2 separate regions of the Mus musculus genome follow, and region 1 is linked to region 2. The links are chromatin contacts, called in public promoter capture Hi-C maps. All regions are on one chromosome and are shown on one strand. Each heading gives the region's core, a stretch centred on a gene start, on an enhancer-like site or on the middle of the called end of the contact. The rest is flanking DNA. Distances are from core to core; before and after follow the strand shown.

The links. Promoter capture Hi-C pulls out the DNA fragments that hold promoters and counts their contacts.
Region 1: a contact with region 2 is called in a promoter capture Hi-C map of pre-B cells, with 10 times the contacts expected there. The contact joins the promoter of Sin3a here to the promoter of Npat in region 2. A contact is called at or near these places in 2 of 39 promoter capture datasets (cranial neural crest and pre-B cells).

Annotation. Positions count from the first base shown.
Region 1 is chr9:57,074,439-57,079,361 of GRCm38.p6, reverse strand. Sin3a (transcriptional regulator, SIN3A (yeast)) reads right to left here and starts at 2,986. Exons shown (of 22, transcript NM_011378.2): 1 at 2,732-2,986. It overlaps 2700012I20Rik (RIKEN cDNA 2700012I20 gene), which reads left to right and starts at 3,313. Exons shown (of 2, transcript NR_152107.1): 1 at 3,313-3,404; 2 at 3,519-4,159.
Region 2 is chr9:53,533,828-53,539,020 of GRCm38.p6, reverse strand. Npat (nuclear protein in the AT region) reads right to left here and starts at 1,974. Exons shown (of 18, transcript NM_001081152.1): 1 at 1,833-1,974. The coding sequence starts at 1,869. It overlaps Atm (ataxia telangiectasia mutated), which reads left to right and starts at 2,350. Exons shown (of 63, transcript NM_007499.3): 1 at 2,350-2,458; 2 at 5,055-5,156. The coding sequence starts at 5,085.

The DNA.
Region 1 (4,923 bases), core at 1,737-4,236, 3.5 Mb before region 2:
ACATACTTTTAGTGGGGGGAAAACACTATACTAGATTACTGAAGACCGTGAACACAACCTCTGAATTCTAAGTAAAGTTTCCCGGCTACAGCTGCCCTGGGTAACCTTTCAGGATATTTGCTGCACTGTCAAGATGGCTGTGCTTTACCAGGAATCTTGTCAAATACCAATCTCAAGTCTTAAAAAAAGAAAAAACTTCCTTATGCACACGACTTAAGGCCTGAATTTAAAAGTATTAACAGTTTATTTTTCAAAGCTGTATTTCTGTTATTTTTCACTGTGTGTATGGATGTGGGGGTGTGCACCCGTGTCTGTGTCCTAGAGGCCGGAGGTGTCAGTACTTGGAGCCTGAGATACAGGTTGACATGGTTGCTGAAAACTGAACTCAGGTTTTCTTAGAGTAATACTCACTCTTCACCACTTAGTCTGCTTAGCCTCCTAAATGCTAGTATGCAAAAATAACAAACGTATACTGATGGATAGGAGAAAAAAAACAAGCAAAAACAAGGTTCTTGAAATTTCAAAGCCTAGGACTTGTGACTCCAGTACACAACCTATTATACACATTCTATAAACATAAGAATTATGCTCAGCAGTGGTGGCACATGCCTTTAATCCTAGTGTTTGGGGGGCAGAGGCAAGCAGGTCTCTTAGTCTGAGTCCAGCCTAGACTACAGGGTGAACTCTAGGACACCCAGGGCTAAACTTTGTTTCAAAAACAAGAAAAAAAAAAAAAGGTATGAATTAAGTCATCTGATTTTCCAAACTGTACTTCAATTGGTAAAATTAACTATGGGTTGGTCAAACTTTCCTCAAAGCCAAAGAATTCTCTTCTAGCGTTTTAAGTGTACTCCATCTGTAGTACATCCAAGTCCTTATCTTTTGGGCTCCACCTCCATTCTGTTACCATGGCTGGTGTCACTTCTTTAGCTGAAAAGTGAATATTTAACCTCTTCATTAAGTACAGCACAGGGCACAGTTTTCAGCCTCTACTGAACAAAGAACAAATCCAGAATTTAGCTTCAGAAATTACACATGACTATGAGATTAGAGAGATGGCTCAGTGCAGACTGCTCCTGTAAAAGGACCTAAGTTGGGTTCCATGTCAGGTGGCTCAGAACCACCTGTTATCTCCACCTACAGGAGATCTAACATCCTATTCTGCCCCCCCCCACACACACACACTTTAACATAAATCTTTTTTAAAAGTGGTTTACACATACTCAGATATCAATACATAAATTAAGAATTCGATGTTCACTTTTCATGAAGTTCTCGAGTAAGATCATCTAATATGGTTACATGTGCAGTAAACCAACAATGGCCAAAGTAACTCTCTAACACAGGCCGGTAAGCTATGCTACACATAGGTTTCATACAGTTCAACCTACTTAGTATCTAAAAAGAGCAACATGAAGCTTTAAGGACTAGAAGTTACATAAAACCAAAAGAGAACACAAAATTCTAAGTTACCTTTGTGAAACTAAGCTTATGTAACAAAACCTTCTGTAGGTGAAATCAGTCAAGAAATCAGAGTATTTTACTTAAAGAGAGTTAAATCTTTGACTTAAAAAAAAAAAATTTAGCCTTGGGGTATAGCCTAGCGGTGAAGCAATGCTTATGTGCCCTAAACTCACTCCATCACTTACAATCATAAATTCAATACTTTCTCTAGAAATAAAATCTCAGATTTGTTAGGAGCTCAAATGGTAAACTGAGTTTAAAGTCCTAAGCTACCAAAAATGGTAGCAATTTTTAGGTATCAACCCGTAAAGGCGCAGTAGCTGAACATCAAGGGAACTCCAGGGAAGGTTGGCGCCCTCCACAATTCCAGTCCCTGATCACTCTGCCCCTCCCCCACCGGCCACTGTCGGGGAAGCAAGGGCACAGCACCAGCCGCACCCCACCGCAGACACTCCAGAGAGGACGCTGAGTATCTCGTCCCAATAATTACAACGAAGAGGAGCAGCTGACCACGCTTCTACTCTCCCTAGCTGTTAAGGCGCCATCCATGGTGTGTGAAGCAAAGTAGAAGACTACAGCTACGGGCCACGATGCCCCAAGCAGAATGGATGAAGAAGCCACAGCATAAAGTCCGGACACCTCCACCGTTCCCAGTCTACAAGGGGCCCTCCCACCCACGGGGATGCTGGGAGGAGCAGACACGGAGCCCTGACCCCCTGCCAGACGCCACAGCGGGCTTTCCCCAGCTCCTCTTCACTGCTAAGGAGGCGGAAATCCCGGAGGGGGCGGGGCGGGAGGGGCGTGGCATCACAGCCCCGGACGCGCCTTCCGGCCAACCGGATCCCGCTAAGGCGGGGGAACACAGGCTTCACGCCCCCTCGCCACCGCGCCCTGAAAGCCACACGCCGGGACCCTCTTCCCGTCCCGCACGCCCCGCGGACCCAAAGCAGTTCAGCCAGTGGTCCCGCCCATAAGGGAGAAGGGGCGGGGTCACAGCCGCGGGCCTTTAGCGCGAGCCCGTCCCGCCCCTTTCTCCACCACCGCACGCGCGCCGGCCCCGCCTCTGATCGGCGGGACTAGGACCCGCCCCTCCGTGCGCACCGGGACTACGCTCTCCTCCCCCTCCCGCACTGAGTGCGGCTCCGCTCCGCCCCCCACAGCCACGCACGGGAAGCCGAGGTCAGCCCCCCCGAAAAACACACGCCCTCCAGTCCCGGGTTACCCGCCACCCAGCTGCTGGGCGGACCGCGGTGCGGCGTGCTCTCACCGCAAAAGCTCCAGCCACTCAGCCTGTGCGTCGCTCCCGGCGTGAGCCTCGCACCCAGCACGGAGGCCCCGGAACGGCGCGGGCACAGGCCCGCAAGAGCGGACTGGCAACCTCCTTTGCGCCCACGAAGCGGTCACAGGCCTGGGTGCCCAGACTGGGAAGGAGGGAGGGAGGGAGGGAAACTCTAAGGGGGGAAGGGGAGGGGGGAAGATGGAGAAACCGTCTCTGCCGCCTCTACCGCCGCGGCCGCTTCTCTGTTACCCGGGAAATCCCGCCCACTCTCCCGGCCCGCCCCGCCGAGGGAAGGCTTAACCTCGCTCCGCCACGGGATATATTACCCATCCGTCAATGGTTTAGCCAATCACTATGCCGCAAAGACCTACTCCCGCCCTCTTCCCTCGCTGGGAGGGGAGAGCGAGCCGCTCACCTTCTCCACGCCCCTATTGGCGGGGAGAGTCCCTAACTCAACCCCGCCTATTGGAGACTGATTGCCGAATCCCTCCTCCGGGCTCTAATACTATTGGAGGAAGAGGAGTACCTCTTCACATCTCATTGGAGAGTCTCACATATCCCTCCCCATACCGCCCCAGCCACAGGCCTAACAAATCGGCTCCCGCCTCCGCCGGTCCCTGCATTGGAAGACTACCTTTGCTTCTCTCATAGCCCCAGGAAGGTAAGTAACCAATGTGGGGTAAAAATGTCCTTAAGTGAGGCCGACTCCACCCACTACACGGCTGGGCCAGGCCCCGCCCCCAATGATCTGATTGGACTATCTTGGCGCCGGTAGGAGCCGCCATTGGACACGGCGCCGGTCCAGGAAGGAGACCATTCCGCCCTGCGCGAGGATGCTGAACCTTAGCAGTCCTTTTGTGGAATGTTTACACTGGAGACTGAACCTCAGCGTTCCAAGGCCGGGATCGGAGATGGCGGGGAGCTCAGCGGCCGAAACCCGAGGCTTTGAGATTTGAAAAGGAAAAGGCAGTAGTATTACCCGCCGTGGAGAATTAACCAAAACAATGACAGAAAGCCTTGTCCTTCCTACCCACTTATTTTTACACTTTCACGGTCTTCTAAACACAGCCATCTGGAGCACTCAGCAGCTACTTTCAGCAAGCCGACTCCAAAATTAAGGTCTGGAGCTCTAATCTGATCCAAAAGCCCAGATATTACTAGCTGGTCACTAGGGCTGACTGAATACTGTGACACTGGGACAACCAGAATCTGCAGCCCTCAGGGGGCGGAGATAACCCAGCGGAGGCCTTTAAATGTCACCGCCTGGGCAAGCCTCCGGAAGGCGGAGCATGAAGGGAAAATGTATACTCTATTGGTCGGGTAGATCCAGGGACATTTTAAACTGGAGGAAGAGAGGCTGAAAACCTCACACAGACCACTGCATAAATAAACCTTGAGTGTGCACTTACGTTCACAGAAGGAGTAAAAATTCCAGATTGTGTGAAGGATATGGTCTTAAGAATGACTGTTCAAGGGGAAGGGCTGTAATCGCAACCATTCGCGAAAGGGCAGGAATAGTCTGAATTTAGGAACCCTAAGGCCAGCCCTTCAAAAAAAAGGGGGGTGGGCATTCCTCCTTAGCAGAGTGAGTTAATGGCGGTCTCTAAGCCTTCTGGGTAAGTAACAATGCCTGAACACAAAAAGTGCTTTGAAATACCTAGTTCTTGGGCTGGTGAGATGGCTCAGCGGCTAAGAACGCCGTCTGCTCTTCCAAAGGTCCTGAGTTCAAATCCCAGCAACCACATGGTGGCTCACAACCATCCGTAATGGAATCTGATGCTCTCTTCTGGAGTGTCTGAAGACAACTACAGTGTACTTACATATAATACATTAATTAATTAATAATAATAATAATAATAAAGACCTAGTTCTTTTATTTATTCACTAGTAAGGCGTGGGCCCGATGCCGACCTTGCTTTGGGGAGGCTTTCGCTGTGCCATGAGAGGTTAGGTGGGATTAGTCTTACCGCATTCTAGAGCAAAAGGGGGAGAGGGAACCTCCCTAGAGTCGAGTGTCCCCAGGAGATACGACACCGGGGAACCGTTTCGTAAATCCAATACTGTCCTCCTGTAAATCCTGCGGAGACTGCCATAAACAAGTGTTGGCAACAGGTGGGTCTAACTCCTAGGATGGCTTCACGGCGTGAGGCCATAGTAAAGAGTTGTGAACTCCAAGAGTG
Region 2 (5,193 bases), core at 725-3,224:
GAGCAAGCAATAAACCTGTAGATAGAAGTGTGTGTGTGTGTGTGTGTGTGTGTGTGTGTGTGTGTAAAGATAGTACTAAATCACAGAACTGAAAATAGTGGGAGGCTTTTTTTGTATTCCAAGTTCAAAAGAGGTTCAATTTTTAGATGCTTCAGCAATATTTGCAACCCGAGTATACATGAATTGCAAGTAGAGTATGAGGAAAGGCATCACAATTCCAAAACAGAATGGGAGGCATGCTGGAATTCATGGCACTGAAAGCAGAATCTGAACAACAAAGATGATTTTAAGGATGAAAAGCAACAACTTGAGTTTCTAGGCATCAAGAGAATAAGTTACCTTGTTAGTGGGGCAGAAACATAATTATTCCAATTAGAAAGGCCCTGTCATTTCCTTAAGGTTTTCTTAACAAGGCAGGACTTTCTCTTCAGGGGATATGCTGACAGTATATAAAGCCCCTCCCCACCCCCTTTCTTACATGAAGGAATGACATCCTACTTGTATCTAATGAAATCAGGGTTGCTATTAAGCATCCCATAAAATCTGAGGAAAGAAAACATGGAAAAATCCTCATAAAAATTATCCACTTTTCAATGTTCATACTACCAAACTCCAAAAGCCACTTTTGAGGCTATGATCATGGAATTTTATATGGATCACAAGACTGCTAAAAGTCGCAGTTCTTACCTAAACAATACGTATAGGTGGGGAGAAAAAAAATCATGTGAGTCTACTTTTAACCAATTTTGTATGAGCCTAATTTTAAAATTACAAGAAAGCTAAGTTTAAAAATCACAGGTATAAATTTAACTATCCAAGTCTGATGAAGATGAAAACATTCAAAACACTAGTTTTTGTATTTAAGTTTCTCAAAAAATGGACAGTAGAATCGTACAGAGCCTCTTAAATAAGTCCTGCCTAATGTGCAATTTTTATTTTTTGGACAGGGCTGGGCACAAAGCAAATGTTCGTAACGGCTGTGGAAACTATGGAATGAGTCCTCATACTTCGACCACTTTCTTTTAGAGATGTCCCAAATAACGTTTCAAAGTCACTGTCCAGTTTTGAGCCTAAGAGGCTCTTGTTCCCTACAGAACAATCCCTTTTATTCTTTCACAGGACAAACAACGAAAACAGTCTTTTCCAGAGACAGTATCTCCCGACCAACCAGTGGTCTATGAACAAACCCTTTTCGAAAATGGAGGAAAACGAGGGCTAGAACGTGTGCAACCAGAAGTCAGTCGTCGTACCTCCTAAATATTTGCTCAAGAACACGACACGCTGCCGTTCTGAAATATGCAATTGGCGTTTCAAGCCACTATGGTGGGCCAGGGGTGTGGGGCCCTCCCTGTGTCCCAAATTCCCAGTGCTAAGGTCGGGTTATGGGTAAGGGCGTCGGAAAGTCTTTCCACAAGGCTGGGCGGCCGGGGAAGCGGGGGTCCCCCCGCCTTTTCCTTTATCAGTCCCGGCTCTTGACAAGGGAAAGGGTAGGGGACACGCAGCCTCGTCCATCACGCAGGCGACACTCCTTCAGGTGTCCCAGCGGGCCTGGCTGTGCCTCGGAATCCAGGCCCCAGGTGTTCCCCGCCGAGCTTCTTTCTCCCTTCGGCTGCCCCCATCGCGCAGCAGGAGGAGAAGGGACATCCCTACACCGAGGAGCTTCGACTGTCCCAAGGCGCCGAGGGACCGAGCCTCTCCGCTAGTCTGAACTTGGACGGGAGCAGACCACTCCTCAGAGCTTCCCCACCCCGAGCAGCCCTCCCCCTCAGCCCCTGGTCTTTCCGTCCCCTCAGCCCGGGTCCGATCACCCGCCCTCCCAGGCCGCCGCTTACCCAATACCAGCCTGGCTACATCCGAGGGTAACAGCATGATCCGAGCTGCACAGGGAGCGGCCTGAAGGGACGAGACTCAACTCAAAGCAAACACGGCGACAGCCCCGGCGCCGCCGCATCTCCCGGTTCCACTGGAGGTGCTGAACCCGCGGCAATTTGTCCCGCCTCTTTCGTGCCACACTAACCAATCGCTTCCGCGGGAGACAGAAAGGCGCCGAAATGAAACCCGCCTCCGTTCTCCTCGGAACCGTCGTCATTTCCGTCTGCGGAGGGTTGTGGCCAGAGAGGACCTGGTGGCCGGCTGTGGGAGCGTCGGCCCCTGGGCGGAGTTGCGGGAGCGAGGGCAATCGCCATTGGTGCGCACTGCGCAGGCGCGTTTCCTCAGGCCGGGAGACTGTTTTGAGGGGAGCGAGTGTTTTGAGTTGGAGAGCGCGTGATGCCTACGCGCAAGCGCAGTCGTGCGGCGGCGCATGCCGACTTCTTCCTTTGGGGCACCCGTGCCTTACCAACTTGCTGCTTTATAGAGCCGGAAGCGGGAAGGCGTGCGTACAGAACCAGCTGCTAGATCCGTGCACGCGGGAAAAGGCGAAGCGACCTGGGTTTGCATTGGCAGGCAGAATGCAGCGGTAGGAGCGAGGGACGAACGCTCGGGGACTTCTGTGAGGGGAAAATTCTCTTCTGAGCCCATCTTTCCTCAGCTTCCGAATGGCTCTTACCCCTTCTCTGCAGAACGGCCGTCATCTTCTCCCTCTTTCTGCAGACCCTAGATGGAGTGAGCCTAAATCTTCCCTTCTGCACGTCCCTCTTTCCTATCTGTCATCTTAAGGGTTCTGGTCGATCTAGATTTTTTAAATCTCATACTTTAGTCTCAGAGCGTTTATTTATATTTAAGCTACAGGTTTGCACATGTTCGTAGTTAAGAGCACTGGCCCTTGGAAATCACAGTCTCGTATTCTCATTGTCAGTTGTATTGCCTGTGTTGTCTGTAGTAGGTAAGTGGCAGCCACTCTGAGCCTTTGAAAATGTTTAACCTGCGCTCCTTCCCCGGTCCCACCCCCGCCACCTGGCACAGATAAGTAGACAGCTACTTTTTCAAAGCGACAATGTGATAGGAAAAACTGTGTTAGCCGAGGAAGGACTGGTTCTGTGGAAACTGAGCCTGAAAGAATCGACTTTGCTGCTAGATCTTGCCGGGTGTAAATTCTTCTGCAAGATGGTAGCGAAGCTTTCAGACAGAAGGAAGTGCATGGAAAGGCACAAAGTGTAACGAGCTCTTGTTATTGAGTGATACAGATTTTGCAAGTTTCCAGTGTATTGAAGCCAGAGGAAGGGATGAGAGCAAGAAGAGGAGGAAAAAAACAGTCATCAAATAGATTTATAAAGCGATCGTAAGAGAAGACAGTAACAGGATGACAGTTATACTGAATATTTGCTGTGTGTGTGTGTGTGTGTGAGAGAGAGAGAGAGAGAGAGAGAAAGAGAGAGAGAGAGAGAGAGAAAGAGTGAGATAGTAAGAGAGAGAAAGAGAAAGTAGGTGTGTGGTGGGGGAGAGGGAAACAGAAACGGAAACGAACTCCTTAAAGTAGATACTGGTATCATTTTCTCATCTAGCATCCAGAAAACAGGTGCCAGTTTAACCAACATGTTGCAGGTTGGATAACTGTTAATTGAATGGACCTGGATCCGAACAATACAGCCTGACCATAGAACCCACCCTTTTGCAACCCAGGCTAGCCCCTAACTCACAATTGTGCTGCCTGAGCCTCCCCTAGGCCTGCAATACCTGACTGAGCCCCAGTGCTTTTTACCACTAGCCAAGACTAACATGCCACAGGTGGGGTTATTTCTGGGAAGGGGAGATGTAATTATTGTCAAAATGCATCAACTTGACTGAACCCTCAAAAGGAAGATTTGATTTGTCTGTTCAGGGGCTGTTGCTTAGGAAGCTTTTTTAGTTGAATGTTGGGAGCTGAACTATGTTACTTGTTTTAATGTCTCAGCATTTGTTCACTTGATAGCTCTCTTCATCTAGTTGGATAGCTTTGGTTCTGCCACCCACCACTATTTGGTTGGTTGGTTTGTTTGTTTTTGAGTCAGGGTTTCTCTGTTGCCCTGGCTGTCCTGGAACTCTTTCTGTAGACCAGGCTAGCCTTGAATTCAACAGATCTACCTGCCTCTCTCTCTTTCCTTCCCTCCCCCTCCTCCCTCCCTCCCCTACTCCCTCTCCCTCCCTCCCTTCCTCTCCCTCTCCTCTCCCTCACTGCCCCCCCCTTTCTGCCTCTTTCTGCCATTCAGTTCATTCAGATCTTGCATTTACTTAATTCATAACAATTTAATCTAAATGATAAACTGTTGTAATTTGGGGGGGGGTATGAGCTTCTTTAGCTCAGTGTGGCATTGATCTCACTGAGGGTGACCTTAAACTTCTATCCTCCTTTCTTTACCTTCCCACTGGTATTGGGATTACACTAATGTGCTGTGGCACTCTCTGTTCTCTTCTTTTGTTTTCTACTGTATTTTGATTTCCTTTGAGGCATAAGTTGCAACTTGGAACTATGGATTAATACTTGTATCATCACCATTGTCACCAGATGTCTCCAAGAGGGTAGGCTGTGTATCAGTATGGTTCAGTTATTTTCTAGCTGTCCATAGCATGCCTAACCTGATACACTGTACATGTGAAACAAATATTGTTTGCTGTTATCAATGAATGTTTTCCTTTTTTTTTTTTTTTGTTTTTTGAGACAGGGTTTCTCTGTGAAGCCCTGGCTGCCTTGGAACTCACTTTGTAGACCAAGCTGGCCTCGAACTCAGAAATCCGCCTGCCTCTGCCTCCCAAGTGCTGGGATTAAAGGCGTGTGCCACCACGCCCAGCGAATGTTTTCCTTTTATAGAGATAATACTGAACTGTTTCATTTTATTCAAAATAATAGATTACCATGCTAGGCAAAGCACACATTTGAGAATTAGAGCCTAATTTTGATATACTTTAAGAAAATGTCCTATAGAAATGTTAAGAAAAATTATTGTGCCTTTGATCACAGTGTGCCTCTGCATGTATAGTTAGGTTTAAATGTGTAGTTAATGTCTAAAATAGTTACGTACAGGTCTAAAGTACAGCTTACTGGCACATCACATGTTTAGTATGCTTAAAGCACCAAGCCAGTCCTTAGCAAAAAAAAAAAAAAAAAATCAATGAAATTTGTATATTTCTTTTTACAGGTGAGGATGCATGTTCTGAAATCTTAAACCATGAGTCTAGCACTCAATGATCTGCTCATTTGCTGCCGGCAGTTAGAGCATGACAGAGCTACAGAAAGAAGGGTAATATAGTATTTGAAGTTGTTTTTCTTGAAGCAAA